Regions from separate parts of the Sus scrofa genome. Here regions 1, 2, 3, 4 and 6 are each linked to region 5. A link is a contact called in public Hi-C and HiChIP or PLAC-seq data. All regions are on one chromosome and are shown on one strand. The core of a region is the stretch at or near the end of the contact, and the rest is flanking DNA. Distances in the headings are between cores, read along the strand shown. Region 1 holds the start of ATL1 (atlastin-1). Region 2 has its middle 19 kb from the start of NEMF. Region 3 holds the start of SAV1 (protein salvador homolog 1). Region 4 holds the start of NEMF (nuclear export mediator factor NEMF). Region 5 holds the start of SOS2 (son of sevenless homolog 2). Region 6 holds the start of KLHDC2 (kelch domain-containing protein 2).

Region 1 (3,292 bases), core at 612-3,111, 280 kb after region 5:
GTGTCTAGTACAGAAGATTCAAATGCTGTTTTAAAGGATAAAAAGCCTATCCATTACAGTGCATCTCAACAGACTCAAACAGTGCTAGAGCTGTCATAACCCAACCTTGAATTGTTACTATTAACAGAGAGGATATTAAAAATAGAAGTTAGGAAGAAGGGATATTTTCCTTCCATATTACCACCTGTACAAAAACAACATACCCCAGAGGAGTGTTCTGGTTAATTACCCAAGGCTATTTCAGCTATATGCAGGAGTGTTGTTTAGAATAATGGGATACATGACATGATCAAATACAATAAACAAAGCTTTTGCAAAATCAAAGGCAAGTTCCCTTAACATACCCATATGAGTTACATTAATGCTCCCTTTTTGGAACAGAGAACAAAAAAGCATAAGGCAATCTGAAACAATCTCTTTCCTCTTGATCCTTCAAGAACTCGGTGGATTTCGGGAACTGGGTTTGCTTGCCTGTGACTTTTTTTTTTTTTTTTTTTCAAACTAAGAGTAACTCATTCCCATCATTTGTCTCAAATAAAGCAAAAGAGCACAATTAAAAAGACAGCTGCTCTTAACTATTCTGGGTCATGGGATGTTATCAATCCCAGAGAGAGGAATTGCCAAAGAAGAATTAGAAAATCATCATCAGATACAAATGCCAAAACTTCTACCAGGAAAAGCATTGTTCTGCATAGGATAATGTTTGTGCACACATCACTTTGACCCAGCATTAGACTACTTACAGTTAAAATTGAGAGACTGGGGTTTCAAAGGACTTTTTAAAACAGCATCATCCATCAAAAAGTTTTTTGTGAAAATGTGAGAACGTCAATATATTTCCTTGTCTACTGTCTTCCAGGAAGCATTTTTTCCATGTTAAGACAAGAATATCCTCAAGCGCAACTCCATAAGCAGATTCGAACTTTCTTGGATACCATAAATAAGCATTAAAAAGCCTTTATACCACACACACGCACAAAAAAAGTACAACGGTGGTTCGCAAAGGTGTAGTTAGTTCTGCTTGTTGGAGCGATCAGTGCAAGCATGGATTAGAAGGCGCTCCGAATGGAGTAAATGGGACCCGGCCGCGGCATCTCCAAGATGCAACAACAAAAGCATCCTCCTTCCTTCTCACACTTCCTCAGAAAGTGGCCCTATTCCCGGGAGCCAGCGGACCGCAGGAAAAGAGCCTGGCCTGCCTCACCTTATAGACGTCCCCGTAGGTGCCGCTGCCGACCCTCTGAACGAGCTCGTAGTCTTGCTGCGGGTTCCGCCTCAGGATGTCCGCGGCAGGCCGCAGAGGGGCCTCCATCTTCGTTCAGGGCCCGGCCCCCGCCGGCTGTGCCCGCGGCGCCCCGATTCCCGCTAACGAGGACGAGCGGCGCCGCTTCCCAACATGGAGCCTCTGCCCGCAGCTCCGCCTGCACGAGGGACGAGCAGAGGCTGCAACCCCGAGCGGCCCAGTCCCGTCCTTTCCGCCCCAGCGGGAGCCGCTACCAGCGGGCCTGGAAGGGGTCCCCAGCGCCCCGCCGCTGCCGTGTTCCGGCCGCGGCCCTTCCCCCTCCCTGACCGCCCGCGAACTGTCGGGCCGGATTCTGCCCGCCCGCCGGGGCCCGGGGCCGGCTCGGTACCTGAGGGGGGCGGCCCCGCTCTTTGTTGAGCGCCGCGCCCAGGACCTACTTCCCCGCCGGCGCCTGCGTCTTGATTCCCGGCGCCCGCCGGCCCTCCAAGTCCAGCTGTGCTGCCGCCGCTGCCTTTCGCTGCACCGCACGTCCTCTCGCGGGCGGCGGAGGCGCGTACCGTCGCCGCCGCCGCCGCACCACGTTCCCCACCCGGGGCTGCGTCACCGGGAGACACGTTCCCGGCCAGCGTGGGTCGGCGCCCAGCGTCCCGCCCGAGCGCGCCGGCCGCGAGACCAGAGTGCCGCCCTGAGGCCTGCTCGGGACACGACACTCTCCCGGCCGGGCCGCCGCGCCCCCCTGGCCCGGAGCGTCCTTTCCTGAGCCGGGCTCTGCTCCCCACTCTGGGGGTCACGGACGCCCCCGGGCATTCTTGGGCTGACGCGCCTCCGCTAAACCGCTCCCAGCTTTGTCAGGTAAACCTGGAGGGTGGCGGGTAGAGTAGTAGGGTGGGCACGAGGGCGATGGGAACGCAGCCCTCCCAGTTGAGAAAATGGTTCGTTGAGGGCACTGAGCCAGAAGTAATCTGGCAATGGGGCGCCCGGGAGGGAGGTGGGGGAGTGCCAGATTAACTAAGTCGCGGCACACCCAACTGCACCTTCCTGTTTTGCAAACCATTCCCAGTGGTACCAGTTTGAGGCTGCACTGCACACCTGCGCAACCTGTCTTCCACTAAGTTTTCCCAAGACATTTCCGAAAGTCGGAATTCCTAGGAAGTCTATGTGGTTCTTATCCCTGTTGGGCACACGCAGTGTCTCAGCGCAGGTATTGTTCCTTTAATTGGGTCGGGAGTTCTGCAGCAGCTGAAAATCAGGGACCACAACCTGGTTCTGACTCTACCACTTACTCAGTATGTGATCTGGGACAAAAAAGACATCCTATTTGGCAATATCTCCACATCCTTATCTGCAGCTTGAAGAGGGTAGGGTTTTGCATCCGACACCTGAGAAAGTGTTTATAAGGCATTTTACAAGATTGTAAAGGGCGTTATCAAATATAAAAGGCTTTTTAACATACTTCACAATGCACAGAATATGAAACAGGAGTTTAGGGAAGTAATTTGGCTGAATATTTCACAAGCTGTTTTGTAGTTTCACTTCCAGTCTTGTTCCAAGGTAGAAATAAGGTTGCCAGATTGATTTTGTTTGTAGAGCCCAATGAAGGTTTTGAACAAAAAAATTCAGCTAACACTTGACCAATCCATTTAGTGACTGAAAAATCACAAAAGAGCAAGTCACAGATGCTGGCCTGTAGCTTTGAACATCCAATTCATTCCATTCTCGGGCAATATATCCCTTATTGTTGATCATTGTAATCAGTTTGGTAATGTACAAATTAACTTCACACCTTAGCTGTACAGGGAATATATGTATTTTTTTGTGTTCCATGCACAAAGAGCACTTATTTAGGGAACATAAGTAAGCTCAGACTTACATGCTCTATGGACAAAGCCTATGTGTTTGCTGCATTGAAAAAATTGTTGAAGAACAGTTCCTTCTTTCAAAGCTTCTTGGCACTTGTTTTGGTGGGCAAATACTTTTGGCTTCAATGACTCAAAATCTTTTCAAATGTTCTATTGGTATCCTAGTACTTGTTTACTGTCATAGACTCTT
Region 2 (3,471 bases), core at 635-3,134, 320 kb before region 5:
GTGGTGAAGAAAAGGGACATAGTGGGGAGACAGATAACAACACAGAAAAAAGAAGCCATTACAAGTTGTGTTAAGTACCTTAAATGAAACAAAGTGCTGAGATTAAAATAATGACAGGAAAAGGGGAGGGGATCTACTTTAGAGAAAGTAGTCATGTAAACAGATAGAGTAGGAGGTCCCTGGAGAAAGAGAACAAGTCATGGCTTTCTTGATACAAGAGAAGGCATTTTAGGCCTAAGCCATTTTGTGGTCTAAGCCTGGCCGCATGCTTGTCCTCAAATACGTCTCAGTAATGAATGGTCTTATGTGACCAAAAGAATGCAGGAACAAATGAGTGTTATCATGCAAGAGGAGTAACAATAGCAGAGATAATATATCACTTGTAAACTCCCAGTTCTGTTTCAGTGGTAAAGATTAGCCCCAAGTACTCAACCACCAGATCAACTGGAACCTGAGGGATAAAGATGTTGATCTTTTTTTACCGTGGTGATTTCAGTCAACTAAAGCTTGGACTCTGTCGAACTTTGCCCCAATTCCAAGCTGAATTCTTTGCCCAAGCCCCTTCAATATTATGCATTTATCTTTAGCTTAAAACTTCCCCAATTTTGGGGGTGTGGGGGGCACTGCTTTGGGAAGGATCCCTGGTGTTCTTCTTACTTGCTGCAAGTAATAAATCTTTCCTTCTTCCATTCTTGGTTTTGCCTTTTGTTTACACACCTACCAAGAGGCTGTGGATGAAAATGTAATCTGTCAATCTAAGAAAGAATTAGAAAATTTTATGCGAGCCAAATTTGAGAATTATAACCCAGGAAAAGCATCTCAGAAAGCTCTGAGACCTGTTCCACAGGTTAGAAATCAAGTCACAGTTATAAAAATTTTTGAGACAGAGGGCTATACATCAAATGATATATTATTGACAGTTACATAATCCAGATCTAAGCATCATGGTAGTGTGGGTCATATAACCCTTTATAAGATCAAAAAGGAATGTTATCTTTTAAGGAGTTGTCTTATTGACTCTGGGAGAATGTTGCTATTTATGGTTGAGTGGGTATTCCTGCTGACATGGGAGGTTTGGCTGATGCATAATGTGTATACACACTGCATAATATGGAGTAAGGGGAGGCCAAAGGGCAAAGAAGAATTTTTATGTTTAAATTTTTCTTGTCTTGCCATAAAATACACATTTTACTTCACATGGCAAACCCATTTTTGGATAATAGGTAAGTCTCCTTGAGGAAGGGTCATTTAAATTGGGGCCTGAGGAATGGAGTGTCAGGGTATTTTATTTGCAAGCAGTAAGGACCGTCTGTAAACTGAAGTAAGAAAACTTCTCTTAAGAAGGAATAAATTAGGAAGTTCCCATTGTGGCAGAGTGGAAATGAATCCGACTAGTAACCATGAGGTGGCGGGTTCGATCTCTGGCCTTGCTCAGTGGGTTAAGGATCTGGTGTTGCCATGAGCTGTGGTCTAGCTCGCAGACGTGGCTTGATCCTGCATTGATGTGGCTGTGGTGTAGGCCAGCAGTTACAGTTCTGATTCGACCTCTAGCCTGGGAACCTCCATATGCCGTGAGTACAACCCTAAAAAGCAAAAAAAAAAAAAAAAAAAAAAAAAAAAAGGAATAAATTAGAAGGAAATAGAAATGTGTCAGAATGATAGTTGTCCCCCCAATTTGTTCTTCCCTTTTACTAAACTAATAACATTTTTAGTTGGGCACATGACGCCTCAGGTAGAGACCATATTTCCCAGTTCCTTTTACAACCAAGAGTGGCAAAGTACTCACCAACAGAATATGAATGAAAGTGATGGGTGCCACTTCTTCCTCACTCGCTTAAAAATAAATCAGTTGTCCTCCAGTTCTGCTCTTTTGCCCTTTCCCATCGCTAGATGGCGCCAATGTGCACCCCTGTCAGTACTCCAGCTTTAATCAAGCAAACGAAGAAACTATCCTAAGATTTGGTGGGGCATCAAGAGAAAGAAGCCAGGGTCCATGGATAACTTAATGGAGCTGAACCACCCTGCCAGCTTGGACCACGTCTACCTCCAGTCATTTATATGAGAAATAAGATCCTGAAACCAAATACGGCCCTATAATGCCTTCCTGGGAGAGACTCCACCCTTACCCCAACCCCATGTCTTCTGTCTGCTTCTTGTTTGTAGAAAAACTTTAGCTCCCTAGGCCTTCTCAGAATCCCAAGGAATACATTTAATCAGAGAAGTGAGCAAATGCAGAAACAAAGGGAAACAGTCAAGCAAAACAAAATAATAATAGTTCAGCCATTAATTAATAGTTTAGCCTTTAGTTCTTCCTTAAGGGCTATAGATAATAGTCTGAGCCATTATCCTTTGAACTGTTCTGCAAATACTGAACTCCCCACTAGGTGGAAGAAGTTAACTGTAAGCTGCCCACAAGCAGGTAGACCCCAGACTGGCTGGAACCAGAAAGTTGATGATGTTGACTCCTGATTACCTCACCACTAACCAATCAGAATGTCCATGGGCTGATCACACACCATACAACCTTCTTGCTCACCCTGTCTTTAAAAACCCCTCCCTGAAAGCCATTGGGGAGTTCAGGCCTTTTGAGCACTAGCTGTCTGGAATTCTTGCTTGGTGCCTGCAGTCATGATGCACTTTCCTTCACCACAACCCAGTGTCAGTAGATTGGTTTTACTTCACTCAGTGGACTGGACCAAGTTTGGTTTGATAACATTGCTATTTCATTTAAATCACTATATTTGGGGTCGCTATTATCCCAGCATACCCTGTACTCTAATTTAGGCAAGGTCACAGAGAAAACTCTGGCTAATCAAAACTCAGAAAAGGGCAGGAATTGAAAGAGCTCTAGGTATCTCTATGTATCTTTTGAGTTCAGGTATCTTTTGAGTCCTAAACCCTCATACAATCTTCTTTTATATGCGTATCCATTTTTATTATAATTATGTTATAAATAAAACTTTTACAGTCTGCTTTTCAAATTTGTCACTATACTTCTAGTGGCAGTATAAGTCTCTCAGTTTATGTATAATTTATGATTTAAATTGGACTACTGTCAATTACACTAACCACCACTTCATCAATCTATACTTTTTTTCTTTTGTCTTCTTAGGGCCAAACCTGCAGCATATGGAAGTTCCCAGGCTAGAGGTCAAATTGGAGCTGCAGCTGCCAGCCTTTGCCACAGCCACAGCCACAGCAACTTGGGATCTGAGCCATATCTGCAACTTACACCACAGCTCACAGCAGCAATAGATCCTTAACCCACTGAGCGAGGCCTGGGATTGAAACTGCATCCTCACAGGTACTAGTTGAGTTCTTAACCTGCTGAGCCACAACGGGAACTCCCAGTGTTTGATTTTTTTTTAGGTTCTGTCACTTTTCCCCACAAATTTATTGAGGCATAATTTTCTCTTTTTTTTTATTGCTCAAATGAATTTATCACATCTGTAGTTGTATAATGATCATAAT
Region 3 (3,444 bases), core at 611-3,110, 420 kb after region 5:
TAAGTAAACTATCAGAGAGCACTCACATTAATAAGCAACAGAAGCTAACTCTAGACAAAAATTAATATCAGAATAAACAAGGCTCAACATTTGATAAAACCAAAATATAAAATACTCTATCAAGTTATTTACTTAAAAGGCAAATATATCTCATTATTTCAAGTAATGTTCAATAAACTTTATTTGCAGCAAACTGCATGTTATCATTAACTCAACCAAAATACTAATATGTAACTGAAAAACTGATTAAAAAAAAAAGGTTTAAAAATCAAGTTTCACGTTACTGATGTACCCATCTAATATGCTCTGTTTTATAAGAAAGCACTGCAAACACATGGATAAATCTGCAAGTCTGATGTGGTTATAACGGAAAAACATGCTCTCCACCCCTTTCTGTGTGATCTTGGGCAAGTATTACTAGGAATCTCTATGAAAAGCTTTCTCAATTACAATATGAGGTAATGCTTAAGTCACAAGGTTAGGAGCCTCCCAGAAGAAAACTTACACAAAGGGCTCAGCCTGTAGAATGAGCACCAACAAATTAGCTCCTTACCTCACAGATGTTCTGAACACACGAAAATTAAAAATTCAATAGATTCAGCTGGAAAATTAGAATCAAATACTTAAAGTGAAGAGAAGAAAAGTGCCAGGGTAGGGTGGGAGAAAAATGCATTCTATTAGAGTTAAAAAAAAAAAAAGTTTTTGGTAACTTCCTGTAAAATATGAAATTATTTTGAGTACTTTGCCTTTTTGATTCTCGGCGGCGGGGGAGCTGGTATTTGAAGCAATTCTCACGAACACAGCCAAATACATATTTTGGCTCCTCTTCGCTAAGATCTACGATTGATGAGGCTTTAGGTAGCGGCTACAATAGCAATGATCACCTTTCATCTCCTTAAGTCTGCACCCAACAGCTGGGCTAAGGAATTCTACCCGAGAGTTCGCCCAATTTGCAGAACGGGCTAGTGACATCCGCAATGTTTGCAAACATACAGCAAATCTCGACGTAACTAGAAGAAAAAGTGTGCCCCAGTCTAATCACTTTAATTCCTATAAGCCCAGGGGATAAGCAATTTAAGTGTTTCCCAAAGAGCCTCTTTCTTCCAGTTAATCAAAACCAACAACACTGACGAAAGTAGACAGAGAAGTCTGTGGTTATTTGGGGGGGAGGGGGTCGGAGGTGGACGAATATAAGTTTCTTACTCTTCATCAGCTTTCATACAACCAACACCACTTTAAGCACAAGAAAATTTTAAAAACGAGTATTTCACAGATACCAAGGAGGAAAAGAAGCCGCGGAGAGAGGCGGCAGGCACTCTGCCCGGGTCCCCGTGGGCACCCCGGCCAGGTGTGGGCGCGCCCCGCCCGACACTCACTCCGCAGCAGAGGCGACGTCTCCTTCTTCACGTACTTCCCCTGCACCTCGGCCGGCTTGGACACTTCATTTTTGGTTTTCTTTCGGGACAGCATCCTTGTCCACAAGGCCTCAGGCCACGCCAAGAAGCCTCCCTAAGGCTCCGCGCCCGGCGCCGGGATTCCCCGCCGCCACCTCCGTCGGCGCCGCCGCCTCCTTCCCTCCGGAGCAGCCGCCGTCGCCTCCGCCTCCTCCTCCTCCTCCTCCTCCTCTCTGCAGCCCCGGGTCGCCCACAGGTACTGCCGCATGTTCGGGGCGCTACGCGCGCCGACCGCCGCTCAGTCGCTTCTCAGTTCCTTCCCGGAAGTCTGCCCGCTCCCCGACGCTGCCCGAGTACTCCGAGAGGAGAGGCCAGGGACGCCCGGCCAGGGCCATGGTCCGCCGCGGGCCGCCTAGTAACCGCTACGGCTGCTGCCGCCGCCGCCGCCGCCGCCGCCTACGTCCTGTAAACTTTCCCCGCGGCCGCTGGGAATTCTGGGAAACTCGACGCGGCGCGAGCGCCGCTGCCCTACCCCCACTCCAGCTCCTGGGAGCGGTGGCGCTACAGAACCGCTGGCCGAACTCTCCGCTAGCGGGCCGGCCCTGTAGCTGCAGCCACCTTCACTTCCCCCTCGGCGAGAAGCGGGTACCTCGGGCACTAGAGGTCTGAGGACAAAGCCTGCCAGACTGAGCGCCGGAGGCCGTGGCGCGCTCCTGCAACGGAGCCCCTTTTTACCCACAGATTTTTCTTCCCGGACCCTGAGGGAGCGGGTGGCGCGGGACAGCCGCATTCCTGTCCTCCTCCACGGCAGAGGACGCCCCTCTTAGAGTTTTTTGGGCTGGTGAATTCAGGTCCGTGTTCACACAGAACGCCAGTAGAGTTGAAGGGACACCACCCTTAGCTTAGCGCCGCACCAAAAAATAATCTAGATCCCTGATTTTGCGAAAGCATTAGGCCGTCCAACACTAATTAAACAGATATGAATCTGTCTCCTGAGTGCCAGGGAGTGCATCTTTCTGATGAGAAAACGGAGGAAAAAGCCAAATGTGATTTCTACTGTTTCCTATTTAAGACAATTTTGATGTTAGCATAATTTAATTATGACTGTCCTTACTTCCTAGCCACATTATTTCTTCTTAGAGTTGTCATGGAAATAACAATTATTCTACAATACGAGTAGAGAATAGTTTTCTTTGAGCCAAACTGAGAACTATAAACCCAGAAGACAGCTTCTCAGATAACTCTGGGAAGGTGCTCCAGAGAAAATGATTTTCTTAGTTTTGTAGCTTGATGTAATGAAGAACATTAAACCAGTCAGGAATATATTCCTTCAAGGTTTCAAAAAAAAAAAAAAAAATCAGCTAGGAACACAGGAGTCAGTATGGCCTTGGCACTTGGGAAGTGAGGCTTACCATTGAAGGTATACCAACACTGGCAGTTCCCAGAAAGTTACTTTTTTTTTTCTCTAAATGTTGTAGTTGTTGCTGTTCCCTTGTTCTTGCCCAAGTGTTGCTGAGTTGCCTGATTGATGTCGTTTGGTTGAGCCTCTGAAACGTACATGGCCAGATTTATGTCCTGCTCTGTAGCTCAAAAACAAGCCGTAACCCTTCAGCATCATTGGTGTCTAGCGTTGGACGCTTGGTTGGAGGCTTTGCAAGTGTTGCATCTATCTCATATTCAGAAATCCTGGACAGTTGTTCCTTTGTTGATTTATAATCACTGAAAGTGAATCAGCTTTTTGTTTCCTTGTGTTAACTTTACAACGATTAGGAAAATTTACAGGGGCTAACATCTCGTTCCCTAGAAGCCTAAGAGCCTTAATGTACGGAAATATTCCTTGGCCATGTAGATCAATCAAGTATTTCTCAGCGTCAACAAATCGTGTAATCTCACTTTCAACACGGGGGGAAATGCAGCATGAAGAGTCCATCCTCTATGAATGATTTAATGGTAATGTAGGGAGTCATCTCGGCAAAGGTTGCAATCAACTTTGGCCGATAAACGCTTCTCCCGTTGGGCCAACTGTTAGGTGGTCTGCCAGCTCAAATAG
Region 4 (3,202 bases), core at 530-3,029, 340 kb before region 5:
AAACAGAACTGTTTTGATAGTGAGAAGTGTAGTAGAGGTAAGGGACTCTTATGTCCAGTGTTAAAAAAGCTTTCATTAGAACAGCAACTGTGGGGACAGAAAGATGTGGAGCACAATGGGATGTAAAGAGTAAAAGGGACACATTAATAAACATATCCTTTATTCATCTAGTATCTATCAACTACTCTACCTTTATCTCTATTTTATTCATAACAGTGAATAAAAACTAAAGTTTAAAACTTCAATGGTCAGTGACCAATCTCAGGGCCTTAAGATTTTGCTTCTAGTATAACTTAAAATTTACCTTCATGGCAAAGCTAGATGGCATCATATTCTTAGGCCACTCAAATTCTGTCGTGTGAATTCGTATGCCAGATTCAAGTAAAAGTGTAGCTTTAAAGTCTGGTCTGTAGAAGGAAAAAGTCAAAATTTTCTTTAGGGCATTTGCCAGCGCTAACTCATGTTTAAAAAAAAAATCTCATATTTAATTACAAAACATCTAATAAGCCTACAAAATGCTCTTACTTTTGAAGACGAATAAGATATGTCTTATTATCCACATCGTAAACATTGTTTACTCTCATTCCTAGCAAGCTGCAAAAAGAAAGGAAACATATAACAAATCATAGTACCACTTGAAACATAAAACCTCACACAATTTAAATCTGTAGGCGGAAGTAGAGTCTTCGAAAAAGGAGATCTTCGACTCTAAAGACAGGGACTCAAACAGGGAGCACAATCTGAACGCCATCAGGCACTCAGCTCAAAACTTGAATTTAACTACTTTAGAACAAAAATGGCTTATCAGCTCTAGGAATACCATACAACGCATTGAGTCTTTAAAATGATCCAACATTTTCTAAGGAAATATAGTAAATCGATTCCACTTAATTTATTTTAAAAGAAAAAACGCAAACAAGACCCTGGGAAATATGACAAAGCTCAAATATGACAGGTGAATAATAGAGACCAGACTAGACGCCAAATCTCACGCGAATCTGCTACCTCCAGCTAAAACGGCGATACTGGTCTGTCTTTGGGATGAGGAAGAGAGTCTAACAAACTAAGGGTCGGGTCTGGAAACCTCTGGAGCAAATGACTACTCTGGCGTCCTGGCGTCCAACTGGCGTGTCGGTTTTCACTAAACGTAGCTGCCAGACCCAGGCGACTCAGGACAGTAAGACGTGAACCCGCCAGAAGCTGACTTAAGACCTGGCAAGACTAGCAGCACATGAGGCACTCAGCTGCTGGGGTCCCCCGGGTCCCCCCCGCCCGGGTATCCTGAGGGCCCGGGAAAGATGTCACGCGCTCGCCCACTCAGGCCTAACCAGGTCCATAAAGGGCTGCACTGGGGGGACCGAGGGGAAACACCAGGCCAGTCTTGTCTCCACCGTGGGGCTGCGACTCTGCCTCCTGCACTCCCCGCACGAGCCTGGTCACCTATCGTACAGTACCTGGCATTCAGCTCGGCTAGTACCGCGCAGAGGTCAATAGTGCTAAAGCGAGTCTTCATGGCGAGGTACGAGAGAAGATTCTGCAGCTTCCTCCACTGCCGGCCTGACTCGACGCCGCTACTCTTATGCGCAGGCGCACTTGGCGGATCTACGGCCGCGCAGAAGGGCCAATATTCCTTGAAGCGAACGTGTTTGCATCGCTTTAGTGAAGTGTTTGAGTGTCAGGCCGTCATCAATTTGTTTTTCGTTGCTGGTTTTCGCACCAAAACCACTCGAAATAGATCCAAACTGTTCTCTTGAAACTGCATTCTTTCCTGAAAAGCTTACGGACTAGTTTAGTGACTTTGCCCCCTTGTGTTTCGGGACTCAAACCAGCCTCCATAGTGACCCCTGCTGGTCGTAACAATTTATGAGAGGAGTACTGGAAGCATTTCCCCAGGCGGGTAGTGAGGCTCTGTGTATCAAAGCCAGGAGGACCCCTTTTCCTGCAGCTTACTGTTTTGAAATTTAACCGAAGTGGATTATTTCATTTGCCCTACAGGCGCCCTCAATGATCAAAGCAAACCAACTCTCAATAAGGAGTTCCTTTTTTGATGAGTCTTGCTCTCCAAAGACCATTTTGCCATTATTGTGGGATTCTCATCCAATCTAACTGTTGGGAATCCCCTTTTGGGACTCAGCAGGGGGTCTCAGCGTAGTACCTGGTATACAATAGGGGTTCCATAAATGATCGGCAATCAAAATATTCAAATATTTCGCTAGATAATGGTGAAATAAGATAAAAATAAAAATAAGACAAGGTTGCCCCGCCAAAGGGGTTTCAAGGGTCGTGCAAGAATGGTTTTTTGTTTTTGCACTGTAATAAATACTTGGGAAGAAAGCAATTTTAAGATAAGAACTCAAAAGAGACAGGGTCTCGCTATGTTGCCCAGGCTGGAGTACAGTGGCTATTCACAGGCGCGATCCCACTACTGATCAGCACGGGAGTTTTGACCTGCTCCGTTTCCGACCTGGGCCGGTTCACCCCTCCTTAGGCAACCTGGTGGTCCCCCACTCCCGGGAGGTCACCATATTGATGCCGAACTTAGTGCGGACACCCGATCGGCATAGCGCACTGCAGCCCAGAACTCCTGGGCTCAAGCGATCCTCCAGCCTCAGCCTCCCGAGTAGCTGGGATTACAGGCGCGCGCCACCGCGCCCGGCAAGAAATCTGGACCTAGGAGGATTCTAGAGCCTACAGACTGAGTGTCGTGAGCAGCAAAATTCTCACCAGTAGACGGCGACTCTTAAGTTAAAAGGGCGCGTTCAGCATTTCAAAAGAAACCAGGAATTGCAGACTCCAAGAGGCTGCTGTAACACATATAGCGCAGCACTACTGCATCAAATGGCACAGTAAATCATGCAGAATAGCTCAAGATATGAAATAAGCTATTTGGAGGGTTTAGGATAGACTGTAGCCAAAACCGTAAAAGCGACAGGTCTAACTGTACATAAACAATACTAAAGTTCTTATATTGACAGTAAAGGCATTCCCCAAAGAATGCCTAAATATTTTGCATAAAATGCAATACATGTGTAAACTCCACATTGAAAGGGACAAAACTTAGATGCAGAAGTTCCAGGGGGCCAGGGATGGAACCCACACCACAGTGACAAATGCCAGATCCTTAACCCACTGCACCATCAGGGAACTCTCTCAGATACTTCTCTATATACAAAAACTGAAAGACTTCATAGCAAAACTCCCA
Region 5 (3,138 bases), core at 137-2,636:
ATTTTAAAATTTATTCTTAGTTATTTTGCACAAAAGGCATCTGCATCAATGGCACGGAAAACCCATGTTCAGCAGGTTTGGTATCTTTTCCTGCACTGATTTACAGTCTTTAATTTGTCTTGATCTTACAAAAGGTTTCAATATAAAAATGACAGTATGATTATTACCTAAATTCAGATGAAAACTGACATCATCTACAGGAGAGATGCACCCTAGCGATGCACCCAACCTTAAGACTAATTTTTAAGAGCTGCTCCTTTTCTGTCCCCTTAAAATGATTCTAAACTCTAAACTGCACTCAGTGAAGAAACTGACCGAATTTTATAGGGGAAATCGCTCGTAAACAGGTGGGATGCCTTTTGCAGGAACGGAGAAGGCACTTTAAACTTACCTCAAGAATTGTTTTTACAAATATCATGGCTCACTGACATTTCGCACTCCTGAAACGCATCCATCTTATTGTTAAAAAAAAAAAAAAAGGACTACCTCTTAAGTGAGAGGACACCCTTCACGAGCGAACTGCCGAAGGGAACAGCCCCAAAGAACTTAATTAAAAGTTAATTACCTGGCCTGAAAATGTGCTTTTGTTTTAGAAACTAAATACCAGCGGGACTTTCTCTTGCCCTGAATCCAGCCTGAGGACAACAAATTGGTCAACGGCGGAAGTTGCCTGACGAAATGACTGCAACATGAAATCCAGTTTTATGATCACAACAAAACCTTCCTTCCGGGGCCAGGCAAAAACTTGAGATAAACGTCCTTTTGGATGCAACAGGCAATCGCGAGCTCCCCCCGCCCCCCCCCCGCCCCGCCACCGGCCGGGGAGGAAGCGCTCGGCCTCGGACCCGCAGAGAGGACGTACAGCTCCCCATCAGAGAGTCCGAGGGGCCGCGGCCCGCACCCCGCCCTCCAGGCGCCCTTCTCGGCCCCGTCACCTCCCTCGGTCCCCGCGGCCGATCGGACACCAGCACTGACCTTCCGCAGGGCCGAGACTAAGAGTCCCCGCCATTTCGGACTGTTCTCTTCGCTGAAGAACTCGTAGGGCTGCGGCGCCTGCTGCATGGCCCCGGCCGCAGAGCCTCCACATCGGGGTCGGCCCGCGGGCCGAAATGGGCCGGGCCGGTAGCCTGACAGGCAGGGCTCTGGCTGCGTCGCCTCGCCGGCCGCCGCCGCCGCCTCCCGCCCGGGCCGGGGCTACGGCCGAGGCTGCTCGGAGGCGGCGCCGGCGGGCGGGGGCTCCGGGGGCGGCTTCCTCGGCCCGGGCGGCCTCGCCTCGCGCCGCGTCCGCAGAGGAAGCGCGGCGGCCTCCTTTCCCGGCGGCGTTGGCCCGCTTCTCGGGCGGCTCCTCCTCCTTTGTCTGCGTTCGCAGCCCGGCGGGGGTTCAGCTGGCCTGGACCCTGCTCGGACTCCCGCTACGGCCGCGGCGGGCGGAGAACTACGGCGACAGCGGCGGCTTGTCTCCTCATCGCCTCTCCTCCGCCCTCCCAACCGGCAAACGCCGCCCGGCCCGGCCCGGCCCGGCCCGCCCGAGTCACCTCCAGAGGGCCCTGGGGACCGAGCGGGCGTGCGCGTCTAACGAGCGAGCTACACTGCAGCGCGCAGAGCGCTGACCGCCGCCGCCGCCCCTTCAGCAGCCGCGCACAGCGCCCCAGGGCCGCCGCGGAGCTCCGGATCCCAGCAGCGGCGGCTCGGCCCGCCCCCTCCGCCCGGCACTCATCCCTGGGAGCCGGAGTAGTCCTGCACGGAGCATGCGCGCCGCGAATGTGGCAGAGGCGCCGGCCAGGCGCGCGGGCCCTGCCCCAGGAGCGCCCCTGTCCTGGACGCTTAATGGGCGTCTGTTCCACATAGACTTCCCTGCTTGCTGACTGCGTTTTACACACACTCTCCCCCCTCTTGATCTTCCCCAGACAATCCTGAGTCGGTGCTACTCCTCGAGCCCAAGGACTCCAGTCGTGGGAAGCAGTAAAGGTATTTGTAAAGAAAAGGGCTTTCTGTCTGGACAGGATATTTAACGTACTTGTGTTCCACATGGCGTTTTTGTATATGGGCAATAGTAACTATATCATACGGTGGTGGTGTGGGGATTGAAGGAGGCGAGGCGTGGAAAGCCCTTAGCGCACAGTAGGGCCAAAAGGGGCAGATGACAACGTTAATTAGGCTTAATCCTTCACTTGCATGAGCCCCTATGTTCACAAAATTATCGTTTTTGTAAAACTTTTCATATTTTTGCATTGTTTTCTTCTCTCTCTTTTTTTTTTTTCTTTTGTCTTTTCAGGGCCGCACCCGCGGCATATGGAGGTTCCCAGGCCAGCGGTCCAATCAGACCTGTAGCCGGCAACCTACACCACAGTCACAGCAACTTGGGTTCTGAGCCACGTCTGCGACCTACATCACAGCTCAGCGCAACGATGGATCCTTAACCCACTGAGTGAGCCCAGGGATCAAACACCGCAAATCAGGTTCGCTAACCGCTGAGCCACGAAGGGAACTCCTGCACTGTTTTCTTAATGGTGTCCTCCAAATTGCGTAGGTGTGGTGTCAGATCCCACAAAAGCTGTGTCCGCCCTTGGGGCCCAGCCATGCTCATTAGCAACCCCGAAAATGTCCCGACTTTCCTGCGATGAAGACTCTGGAAACTTGATCATTATTTTTTGTTTGTGCTTTTTTTTTTTTTTTTTTTGTCTTTTTGCCACTTCTGGGCCGCTCCCTGGGCATATGGGGGTTCCCAGGCTAGGGGTCTAATCGGAGCTGTAGCCGCTGGCCTACACCACAGCCACAGCAACGCGGGATCCGAGCCACGTCTGAGACCTACACCACAGCTCAGGGCAATGCCGGATCCTTAACCCACTGAGCAAAGCCAGGGATCGAACCTGCAACCTCATGGTTCCTAGTCGGATTCGTTAACCACTGTGCCACGAAGGGAACTCCAAAACGTGATCATTAACATGAACGTTTCATCCCACTAAAGATGCTGAGCACATTCGTGAATTACAATAGACTGCTCCCAGCCACAGCAGTTAGGGAAAGGAAAAACAGGGTGCAAAAAAGGTCTGTGTTACACTTCAGTTCCAGGATCAGTAGCAGAGCAGTTATCTTTCCTTAAAACAGGCACCATTTGTTATTTTGTCAAAATCAGAA
Region 6 (3,378 bases), core at 802-3,301, 410 kb before region 5:
ACCTGGAGTTCCCATCGTGGCTCAGTGGTTAACAAATCCGACTAGGAACCATGAGGTTGCGGGTTCCATCCCTGGCCTCGCTCAGTGGGTTGAGGATCCAGCGTTGCCGTGAACTGTGGTGTAGGTCGCAGACATGGCTCGGATCTTGCATTGCTGTGACTCTGGCGTGGGCCGGCGACTACAGCTTTAATTAGACCCCTACCATGGGAACCTCCATGTGCCACAGGTGCAGCCCTAGAAAAGACAAAAAGACAAAAAAAAAAAAAAAAAAAAAAAAAAAGTAATAGCATACCAAAGTTAATGTACTTTTTTTCCAAATAGTATCTTTGCATAAACACTTTTTAAAAAATTATTAGCCTTTTGGTAGAAGCTTAAGTTCTTTAGAACTTCATGCTGTCAGCCTAGGAACAAAGTGATGTTTTCACCACTTTGTACATTATTTATATGTATGTATGTGTGAAAGAGAAATAATATAAAATAAACTCAGCAGGCTAGAATAATTTTCAAGGTAGTACATACTGTCTGAAAAATTAAAATTTTGGAGTTCCTGTTGTGGCTCAGTGGAAATAAATCTGACTAGTATCCATGAGGACGCAGGTTCGTTCCTGGCCTTGCTCAGTGGGTTAAGGATCTGTGTTGTGGTGAGCTATGGTTTAGGTCGCAGACATGACTCAGATCTGGCGTGGCCATGGCTGTGGCTGTGGCCGGCAGCTTCAGTTCTGATTCGACCCCTAGCTTGGGAACGTCCATAGGCCACGGGTGTGGCCCTAAAAAGAAAAAAAAAATTAAAATTTTGACTTTAGAATATTTCAAAGGAAAAGAATCGGTTTTAGAAGCAAATAATACCCCTTCCCACCTTTTTTTCCATTGTATTAATGTGAGTCTGTTGGAATTTCCTGTTTGATGAAGTTACTGTATGGTCCACCATGTGGGTATAGCAAGAACATTTCTTCTACCCATGCAATGGACTGAATATTTGTATCCCCACAAAATTCATATGTTGAAACCCAAAAAGACCCCCAATGTGAAATTTTCTGGAGGTGGGATATTTGAAAAGGTAATTAGGTTTAGATGAGGTCTTGAGGGTGAAGATCCCATGATGGGATTAGTGTCCTCCGAGGAAGGGAAGAGACCAGAGCTTGCACATGCTCTCTCTTCCCACCCTATGGAGATGCAGTGAGAAGGCAGCCACCTGCAAAGCCAGAAGAGGGCCCTCACTAAGAACCAAAGCTGTCAGCACCTTGATCTCGGACTTCCCAGCCTCCAGAACTGTGAAATGTCTGTTGTTTAAGCCACCAGGTCCATGGTATTTCATTATAGCTTCCTGAGCTTAGACACGCCTGAAGTCCATAGTTTACATTAAGGCTCACTCTTGGTGGTGTACATTTAATGGGTTTAGACAATTGTATAGTGATATGTATCCACCTTTATAGCATCATACGTAATATTTTCACTGCCCTCAAAATCCTGCTTTGCTCTGCCTGGTCCTTTCTCCCTCTGACCTCACCCTTGGCAACCATGGATATTTTACTGTCTTCATAGTTTGCCTTTTCCATGTTATATAATTAGAATTATATCATATGTGCCCTTTTCAGATTGGCTTATTTCACTGGTAATATGCATTTAAGTTCCCTACATGTCTTTTCATGGCTTCAAAAGATGCCTTATTTCTTTTCAACACTGAATAATATTCTATTGTCTGAATGTACTACAGTAATTTTTTATAATTTTCTACATAATCATGCCATCTATGAACAAAGGCACTTGATTTCTTCCTTCCCAACCTTTTCCCCCTTTTTGTCTTACTGCATAAGCGAAGACATCCAGTAGGCTGTTGAAAGGTAGTGGTGGGAGGGGATGTCCTTTCCTTATTCCTCTAGTTTCTCATCATTAAGAATAGTAGTAATTGTACATTTTTTGTAGATGTTCCTTACGAAGTTAAGGAAGTTCCTCTATATTCCTAGTTTGCCAAGAGGTTTGTTTTTTAATCATGAATAGGTGTTGGATGTTATTAAATGCTTTTTCTTTCTTTGTCTTTTTTTTTAAGGGCTGCACCTGTGGCATATGGAAGTTCCCAGGCCAGGGGTTGAATCAAAGCTGCAGCTGCTGGTCTACTGCCACAACCACAGCAGTGCAGGATCTGAGCCACATCTGTGACCTATACCGTAGCTCATGGCAATGCCAGATCCTTAACTCACTGAGCAGGGCCAGGGAGGAAACCCATGTCTTCATGGATACTAGTCAGGTTCATTACTGCTGAGCCACATCAGGAACTCTTAAAAGCATTAATAGATGCTTTTTCTGCATCTGTTAATATGATCATGTGATTTTTCTTCTTTAGCTTGTTGATATGATGGATTACACTGGTTGATTTTTGAACACTAAATCAGCCTTGCATACCTGGAATGAGTCCCATTTGGTTATAGTGTTTCTTTTTTAATTTTTTTGATTTGATAATACTTTGAAGATTTTGCATCTATGTTCATAAGAAATATTGGTCTGTTGTTTTCTTGTGATATATCTGTCTGGTTTGGGGATTAGAGTAATATTGGCCTCAGAATGAGTAAGAAGTATTCTCTTTGCTTGTGTCTTCTAAAAGAGATTGTAGAAAACTGGTATGGTTTCTTCCTTAAATGTTTGTTAGAATTTTACCAGTGGACTCATCTGGGCTTCCTGCTTTGTTTTAGAAGGTTATTATTGATTCAATTTCTTTAATAGATATGGGCTTATTCAGGTTATCTATTTTTTTCTTAGGAATTTTGGCAGATTGTGTCTTTGAGGGAATCAGACCATTGCATCTAGTTTATCAAATATGCAGGCACAGAGTTCTTCATAATATTTATAATACTTTTAATGTCCATGATATATGTAGTGATGTTCTGTTTCATTTCTGATATCAGTAATTTGTGTCTTTTCTTCTTAGCCTGGCTAGAGGTTTATTGATTTCACTATTTGAAGAACCAGCTTTTGGTTTTATCAGTTTTTCTCTGTTGATTTCCTGCTTTCAGTTTCATTGGTTTCTTTCTTTTCATCATCTCATTATTTTTTTCCTTCCGCTTATTTTGGATTTAATTCGCTCCTCTTTTTCTTATTTCCTAAGATGGAAACTTAGATGGTTGATTTTAGATCTTTCTTTTTTTTCTAACATAGGCACGCAATGCTATAAATTTCTAAGTACTGCTTTTACCCACCCTACAAATTTTGATAAGTTGTAAAGACACAGGCAGTGCTAAGGAAGAAATTTCAGGCTTAGAAAATTTTAGCGAGGAAGGCCATTTGTTGTACCAAGTGTTCCTTCTACATAGCAGTCCCAGCGTTATGATGAGCAAGGGAGAGGAAAATAAAGCACACTCCTCTCACCAAACACATCCACGTACA

What was found. A called contact is a pair of places that touch in the nucleus more often than the background predicts. HiChIP or PLAC-seq counts read pairs in DNA pulled down with a chosen protein or histone mark.
Region 1: a Hi-C map of embryonic fibroblasts shows a contact between it and region 5, with 2.7 times the contacts expected there. The contact joins the promoter of ATL1 here to the promoter of SOS2 in region 5. A contact is called at or near these places in 2 of 47 Hi-C or Micro-C datasets (embryonic fibroblasts and skeletal muscle) and 2 of 2 datasets of contacts at active chromatin or transcription factors (alveolar macrophages and skeletal muscle).
Region 2: a Hi-C map of alveolar macrophages shows a contact between it and region 5, with 2.1 times the contacts expected there. The contact joins the enhancer-like site here to the promoter of SOS2 in region 5. A contact is called at or near these places in 10 of 47 Hi-C or Micro-C datasets (alveolar macrophages, embryonic fibroblasts, epiblast stem cells and 6 more) and 2 of 2 datasets of contacts at active chromatin or transcription factors (alveolar macrophages and skeletal muscle).
Region 3: a contact with region 5 is called in a Hi-C map of skeletal muscle, with 3 times the contacts expected there. The contact joins the promoter of SAV1 here to the promoter of SOS2 in region 5. A contact is called at or near these places in 1 of 47 Hi-C or Micro-C datasets (skeletal muscle) and 1 of 2 datasets of contacts at active chromatin or transcription factors (skeletal muscle).
Region 4: an H3K27ac HiChIP or PLAC-seq map of alveolar macrophages shows a contact between it and region 5. The contact joins the promoter of NEMF here to the promoter of SOS2 in region 5. A contact is called at or near these places in 3 of 5 promoter capture datasets (fetal liver, fetal skeletal muscle and liver), 11 of 47 Hi-C or Micro-C datasets (brain, embryonic fibroblasts, epiblast stem cells and 6 more) and 2 of 2 datasets of contacts at active chromatin or transcription factors (alveolar macrophages and skeletal muscle).
Region 6: a contact with region 5 is called in an H3K27ac HiChIP or PLAC-seq map of alveolar macrophages. The contact joins the promoter of KLHDC2 here to the promoter of SOS2 in region 5. A contact is called at or near these places in 1 of 5 promoter capture datasets (fetal skeletal muscle), 1 of 47 Hi-C or Micro-C datasets (retroperitoneal adipose tissue) and 1 of 2 datasets of contacts at active chromatin or transcription factors (alveolar macrophages).

Annotation. Positions count from the first base shown.
Region 1 is chr1:180,297,573-180,300,864 of Sscrofa11.1, forward strand. ATL1 (atlastin-1) reads left to right here and starts at 1,862. Exons shown (of 15, transcript XM_021101558.1): 1 at 1,862-2,095. It overlaps MAP4K5 (mitogen-activated protein kinase kinase kinase kinase 5), which reads right to left and starts at 1,919. Exons shown (of 33, transcript XM_021101533.1): 1 at 1,632-1,919; 2 at 1,205-1,421. The coding sequence starts at 1,312.
Region 2 is chr1:179,688,852-179,692,322 of Sscrofa11.1, forward strand. No RefSeq gene overlaps it. Among named protein-coding and RNA genes, the nearest start is that of NEMF, 19 kb to the left of the region's middle. Within about 2 kb of position 1,885, at least 25 of the 83 cell types and tissues checked have an H3K27ac peak or open chromatin away from gene starts, as enhancers often do. A contact at or near this core is called in alveolar macrophages, fetal liver and retroperitoneal adipose tissue, where this site is marked.
Region 3 is chr1:180,432,598-180,436,041 of Sscrofa11.1, forward strand. SAV1 (protein salvador homolog 1) reads right to left here and starts at 1,861. Exons shown (of 5, transcript XM_001927720.7): 1 at 1,377-1,861. The coding sequence starts at 1,470.
Region 4 is chr1:179,669,446-179,672,647 of Sscrofa11.1, forward strand. NEMF (nuclear export mediator factor NEMF) reads right to left here and starts at 1,780. Exons shown (of 33, transcript XM_001924630.5): 1 at 1,455-1,780; 2 at 526-594; 3 at 305-407. The coding sequence starts at 1,513.
Region 5 is chr1:180,013,555-180,016,692 of Sscrofa11.1, forward strand. SOS2 (son of sevenless homolog 2) reads right to left here and starts at 1,387. Exons shown (of 23, transcript XM_021101439.1): 1 at 976-1,387. The coding sequence starts at 1,062.
Region 6 is chr1:179,606,975-179,610,352 of Sscrofa11.1, forward strand. It overlaps KLHDC2 (kelch domain-containing protein 2), which reads left to right and starts at 2,052. Exons shown (of 13, transcript XM_001925208.7): 1 at 2,052-3,378.